Regions from separate parts of the Sus scrofa genome. Here region 2 is linked to region 1. A link is a contact called in public promoter capture Hi-C data. All regions are on one chromosome and are shown on one strand. The core of a region is the stretch at or near the end of the contact, and the rest is flanking DNA. Distances in the headings are between cores, read along the strand shown.

Evidence for each region. Promoter capture Hi-C pulls out the DNA fragments that hold promoters and counts their contacts.
Region 2: a contact with region 1 is called in a promoter capture Hi-C map of liver, with 2.5 times the contacts expected there. The contact joins the promoter of FOXJ3 here to the promoter of C6H1orf50 in region 1. A contact is called at or near these places in 1 of 5 promoter capture datasets (liver), 2 of 47 Hi-C or Micro-C datasets (embryonic fibroblasts and epiblast stem cells) and 2 of 2 datasets of contacts at active chromatin or transcription factors (alveolar macrophages and skeletal muscle).

What each region holds. Positions count from the first base shown.
Region 1 is chr6:168,666,353-168,669,416 of Sscrofa11.1, reverse strand. It overlaps C6H1orf50, which reads left to right and starts at 1,338. Exons shown (of 5, transcript XM_003356499.5): 1 at 1,338-1,513; 2 at 1,633-1,748. The coding sequence starts at 1,435. It overlaps P3H1 (prolyl 3-hydroxylase 1), which reads right to left and starts at 1,142. Exons shown (of 15, transcript XM_021096910.1): 1 at 583-1,142. The coding sequence starts at 1,047.
Region 2 is chr6:168,993,173-168,995,924 of Sscrofa11.1, reverse strand. It overlaps FOXJ3 (forkhead box protein J3), which reads right to left and starts at 1,493. Exons shown (of 13, transcript XM_021096929.1): 1 at 1,287-1,493.

The sequences.
Region 1 (3,064 bases), core at 89-2,588:
CACGCAATCAGAAGCGCTCCACATCCACGCATACACTCGGACTTAAAACCCTGCAGGCCGGAATTCCTAAAAATGCTAATTTTCTTTGGAAACCTGACAAACCGGCCAGAGGGTCCCCCACAGGGAGGGGCCTGACAGCCCCTACTGGCGACGTGGCAACCTCAGGTCCTGAAAGAAAGCTCCGCACTCGGGCAGCAGGAAAAGCATCACTGAAAAGCGAACCGGAAGGAAGATGTTGTAGAAAGGTCCTCGCTTCTCACTCGGGAACTTACAATGAAATCAGGATCAGAGACCCAAGCTGCCGCTGTAGTTCCCTCTCAGGGCCTGTTAGGGAACCCAAGGCCAAGTTTTGGTCGGTCTGTGCCTTCACCTCAGGGTGGACCTTTGGGGTCACCATCAGCCTACGCGGACCGGCCGAGGCTGGTCTCCTGCGAGGGTCCCAGCTCTCCCAGGGTCCTAGGAGAGCTTCCCGGCCAGGAGGCCACGGTCCCTCTCCGCGGACACTTCCCCCCACCCCCCATTCTCCCTGGCCCGCCACGCCCGGAAGGACCCCGGCCTCCCCGGGCCCGGCCGGGTCTGCACCTTGAAGTAGGCGACCTGCAGGTAGTTGTACGGGCTCCGCTTGCGGAACTCCAACTCCAGCTCCTCGCTGAGCGAGTGCGCCGCCGACGGCCCCAGGCAGCGCCGCAGACAAGCCGCGCGGCGCAGCAAGCCCCCGAAGAAGCGCAGGTCCCGCAGGGCGGCGGCGCCCGAGGCCTGCGCCAGGCTTGGGGGAGAGTCCGGCTCCAGCTCCCACGGGAGGTCGGCGGCACACTGGGTGCGGCAGCGCAGGCGGAGGGCGCGCAGGGCGGCCCGCGAGCGCAGCGCCCGCTCCATGCTCAGCACCACCCCGGCCCAGTCCCCGCGCGCATAGGCCGCGGTGCCCTCCGCGAAGAGCAGATCCGGCGCCGTCATGTCCCATCCCGCCTCGGATTCGGCCTCTGCTCGGGAGGCAGCGGCGGCGACAACCCACAACATGGTCAGCAGCCTCAACGCGCGTGCCGCCATTGCGGCCTCGGACCTAACGGGACCGCGGGTCACCCTCCGGGGAGGCCGGAGTCCCACCCCCGGGAAGCCCCGCCCCGCCCCGCCCCGCGGGAGGCCCCGCCCCGCCCCGCGGGAGGCCCCGCCCCGCGGGAGGCCCCGCCCCGCGGGAAGCCCCGCCTCCCCACCCTGCAGCTCACACCCCGGAGGCTTGCACCGCGGCCTTCGCCTTCCCCGAGCCTGGACCCTGCCCCTCTGCGGGCCTCGGTGAGTCCGCAGGAGCCCCGCCCCCGAGCGCCCGGCGGCCGTGACGCCCAGGGGCCGGGACGCGGGAGCTCCGCCCACGGGCCTTTCTGCGCAGGCTCCGCAGCCCTGCGCCGCCGGGGCCGGAGGCTGGGACCTGGCGCTGCCATGGAAGACGCTGCGACGCCCCGGCCGACTCCGGGGGTCACGGAAAACCGAGGCGTTCAGTCGGCGGCAGGTCGGGGAGGTAGGCGGGGCGGGAGTCGGAAGGGGCAAAGAAGCCCGCCCGGAGCAGCGAGTCTGCCCGGCCCCGCGGGAGGCCGAGGGCGGGCGCTCACGGCCTGTGTTCCTGGGTGTGTGTCGCAGGAGCCCTGGTGGAGCTCAGCCCGACCCCCGGCGGCCTGGCCCTGGTGAGCCCTTACCACACCCACCGGGCCGGGGACCCCTTAGACCTCGTGGCGCTCGCGGAGCAGGTGCAGAAGGTGAGGAGGCGCGGCCGGGGACGTCAAGGACCATCTTCGGGCTCGCTTGGCCCCCCCAAGCCAAACTGTGGGGTAGCATTTGTCCTTATCTCCGTTCTGCACGCGGGGAAAACTGATGGTCATTGCGAGTCGGTGGCCTGACTCGAACTCTGACCTCCTGAGACCGAAGACCCCTTCCGCGGCGTCTTGAGGGCCCGTTATCTCCCTCGATGGGAAGGTTTGCAGAGCACCCCGATACTCACGATTTCATCTGGGTCTTTTATGGAGAACATCTGTGTGTCCGTTTCATCTGATCACTTGTTGGGAGGGATGCCTGCCACCGACTTTCATTGGCCATAAGGTGCTTCCTTGTCTTTGGAACAAAATGCACATACATATTTCATGGCCTATAAAGCCTTGCACCGGAGTTCCCGTTGTGGCTCAGTGGTTAACGAATCCGACTAGGAACCATGAGGGTGCAGGTTCAATCCCTGGCCTTGCTCAGTGGATTAAGGATCCCGCATTGCCCTGAGCTGAGGTGTAGGTTGCAGCCGAGGTTCAGATCCCGCTTTGCTGTGGCCCTGGCGTAGGCCAGCAGCTACAGCTCAGATTTGACCCCTAGCCTGGGAATCTCCATATGCTGTGGGTGCCACCCTAAACAGACAAACAGAAAACCTGGTTATTGATTCAATTCTTGGAAACTTTTAAATGTATTTGGAACAATTTGAGTATGCGAATCAACTCAACTGTAAATTTTATGGTCTCAATACAGATCAAGTTTTTCCAATGAAAATTTAGCATTCAAATTGATAGATGCTGTGAATATGAAATATACACTTCATATGAAATGTAAAATATCTCTCTAACAATTTTTATATTGATTACATGATGAAATGATGTTTTTTGATATATTGGGTAAATATATTATTAGGATTGATTTTACTTAATTTTTACTTTTAACATGTTCACTAGAAAATTTAAAATTACAGATGCAACTTGCTTCCTATTCTAAAGGATAGTTGCATCAGACTGTAACCTTAACGAAGGCAGGGACCTTTTTCTCATGTTTGCCGGTGCATCCAGGGCCTAGCATGGTGTCTGACACCCAGCAGCTGCTAAGTATATGTTGGTGGAACAGACAAACGCCTGACTTGGCTTAGTTGTTTCTGTTCACTTGTAACACTGGATTATACCTGACTCTTACCTTAAGCTTCCTCAACTAACCAGCAAATTCTCTTAGTATTTATTAGTTCAACTTCTTCTTTTGTTTAACTTAATTGTATACCACTGGAAGTTAATCAGCGTTTCATGAAAGTAACCTGGGGAGTTTTTGACAG
Region 2 (2,752 bases), core at 244-2,743, 330 kb before region 1:
GGAAGTAAACTACTCAAAGCACGTTCCAAAGACCAAAAAGTGCGATCCTACTCAACAGAAAGAGTGAGAACGTGCAATAAACGAGCTCCCACGAAATAAGTGACTCTGGGAAACTATTTAGCGCTGCCGTGCAAGTAAAACGCTATGCATGTAACACATCTATGACACGCAGTTTGTTTCGCCGGCAAACTCAACAGGAGAAAATAAAGTAAATGTCAAGAGAAGACACTAAAGATGCCCACCAACCTCTACCCCCGCCCCCCAGCCAGCCCAACTCAGCGCACAGAGGAATCCAACTAGGAACAACAGAGACGTGGACTGCGCCACACAGAAAAGAAAAACCTTCGCCAACCTCACACACACAGTAGAATAGAGAAGTGAAAACTATACACCTCAGTGCATCAGCAGCTAGAGCTTGCTATTCGGTCTGCAGGAAAAAGACCAGGAGCAGCGAGAGGAGAAAAGACGTCCATGAAACCAAGACCCTACCAGCCCCCGTTTCAGAGGACAAGTCTTGCTGGTTCCAGCCGACCAAGAGTCCGCCGCAGCAAAGCACCCTGACCCTAGCACCTTCCACGCCGCGCCAAGGAACTCGCAGAGGAAAAACCACCCCACTTTCACCTCCCTCCTCGCCAGCTGCAAAAATGGAGGGGGGAGGGGGAGACACCCTACCACGTGGGCAGGATGCAACACACACAGGACAGCAACACGTCCGCACGGAACGGCTGCCTCTGCCCCAGTGCCGGCAAAGGACACGGCGACAGGATGGGTGGGAACGCAGGCCCCCCGCACGGGCCTCCTCACCCCGAAGGGCACCCCAGACACGCAAGGTGCTGGCCGCCTCGCCGCCCGAGAGCCACCCCGAAGCCTGAAGGAAAGAAGCTGCATCGCGCCGGGGGCAGCGACCAGCTCAGGCCACGGGCAGGTCACGGAGAGAAGCCGGCCACTGCCCGCGGGCGCGACGCCCCGGGAGCCCCGTCTGGCGCCCCCGGGCCCCGCCTGGGGGAGGGGCGGGAGGCGCGGCGCGGCCGCCGCTCGGCTGAGGGGCAGCAGCAGCTGAGAAGCGCCGCGGGGGAGGGAGGCACCCAGCCCTCGCCGCCCGCCAGGCCTCGGCCCGGGCCCGGGCCCCCCGCCCCGCCCGCCGCCCGCCCCGCGGCGCGGCCGCTGCTCGGAGAAGCCGGAGGGCGTCCCGCGGAGGGCAGCCCCTGCCTCCGTCCCGGGAGATGCCCCGGCCCCGCCTCCTCACCCGCCGCCCCGGCCCGGCCGCCCCGACGACCGGCGCTCACCTCAGGCTGCGCAGGCCGGGACGGCCCGGCCGAGCCCCCGGCCGCTGCGTGCGTCTCCCACGCCCGGGGAAGGTCCCAGCGGCCCCTGGAGCGAGCGGCCGAGGCCCGGAGCAGCGCCGAGAGCGGCGGCGGCGGCAGCGGGAGCAGCCAACATCCGGGGCCGCGCACCCGGAACTACTTCCCGACCCGCTCCCCCTCCCGCCCCCGCCGCCGCCCCCGCCTCCCGCGACGTCGCTGCGCCACCGGCGCGGCGTCGACGGCGTCACGGCCCTTCACGGTCAAGGCTACGGCGGCGCGCGCGGGATCCCTCCGCTGGGACAAGTAGTGCCCAGCGCGGTTGGGGCCCCGCCTCCGCGCAGCCCGTGTCATCCGGCGGCCGGCAGCTCCGGGTGGCTTGAGCTGTGCGCCCCAGCGTGGCGACCCGGGAGTGAGGGCGGCGGGGGCAGCTCCGAAGTGGAGGACGGCAGGGACCTCCGCCTCGGACCCTGTCCACGGAGTCCTGGGGCCCCGGGCCCGGAAGGACGGCGCCTTGACCTCCCCGCAAAGCCCCTCTACCGCGCCGTAGCGACAGGCCCCTTCGCCTCGCCGAGAGCCCGGCCCCCTAGTCCAGCTCGGCGCCCAGCGGACTCTGCGCGCCCCCACAGAGGCATCTTAGACCTTCAGGCCACCTCTCCTTCTAGAACGTCCCAAGTCCCGGTTCTAGACCCATCTCTGCCGAGGCCTCTCCCGTGCCTAGGCTTGGTTTCCTTCTCCTTAAAACAAGGCAGTTGGAACTCCAAAGGCCTTTCTGATTCTCAGGCAGCTGCCCAGGTTATGGTCCTTGCTATCAAAAGGTGGCGTCTTTAGCAGGGTAGTTGGGCGGCTTGTGAACTTTGGAATTTATTTCTACGTCCATCTTTACTAATTCTTTCTCTAAAGTATCAGCACTGCAAATCTGCCCTGTAATTTCACATTTAGTTACATTCAGAGCACCAAGCATGCTTTTGAACTCACAGTAGGTGCTCAATACTTGGAAACTCAGATAATCTGTTAGATGAATACTAGGTTGATTGAATGAGATGGAAAAGGGAGGCCCGACTGAATTGACTCCGGGAAGGTCCTCTGACGTAGTCCCATAGGGATCAGATAAAGACCTCTGGGAAAGAGCCGAGTACCCAATTGCTTCAGCAAACATTGAACACCTGCCATTTGCCAAGCATTTGTAGGCACCGGGGGTTCAGAGCACTCCTATGTTCTCATGGTACGTAGGACTCCAGCAAGACTCTGAAATTAAGAGATTCATTCACTCATTCATCCAACAAAGGTTTGCCAATCACTACTGAGGTTGTCAGACACTATTTTAGTGTTTGGGTTGGATCGGTGAATAGAAGCGGGGCATTGGTGGGAGGGAATATCCTTCTTATTGGAGCTGCCATCTAAGTATGGAAAGAAAGATGATAAATGTCACAGGAAACTAATCTGGTATG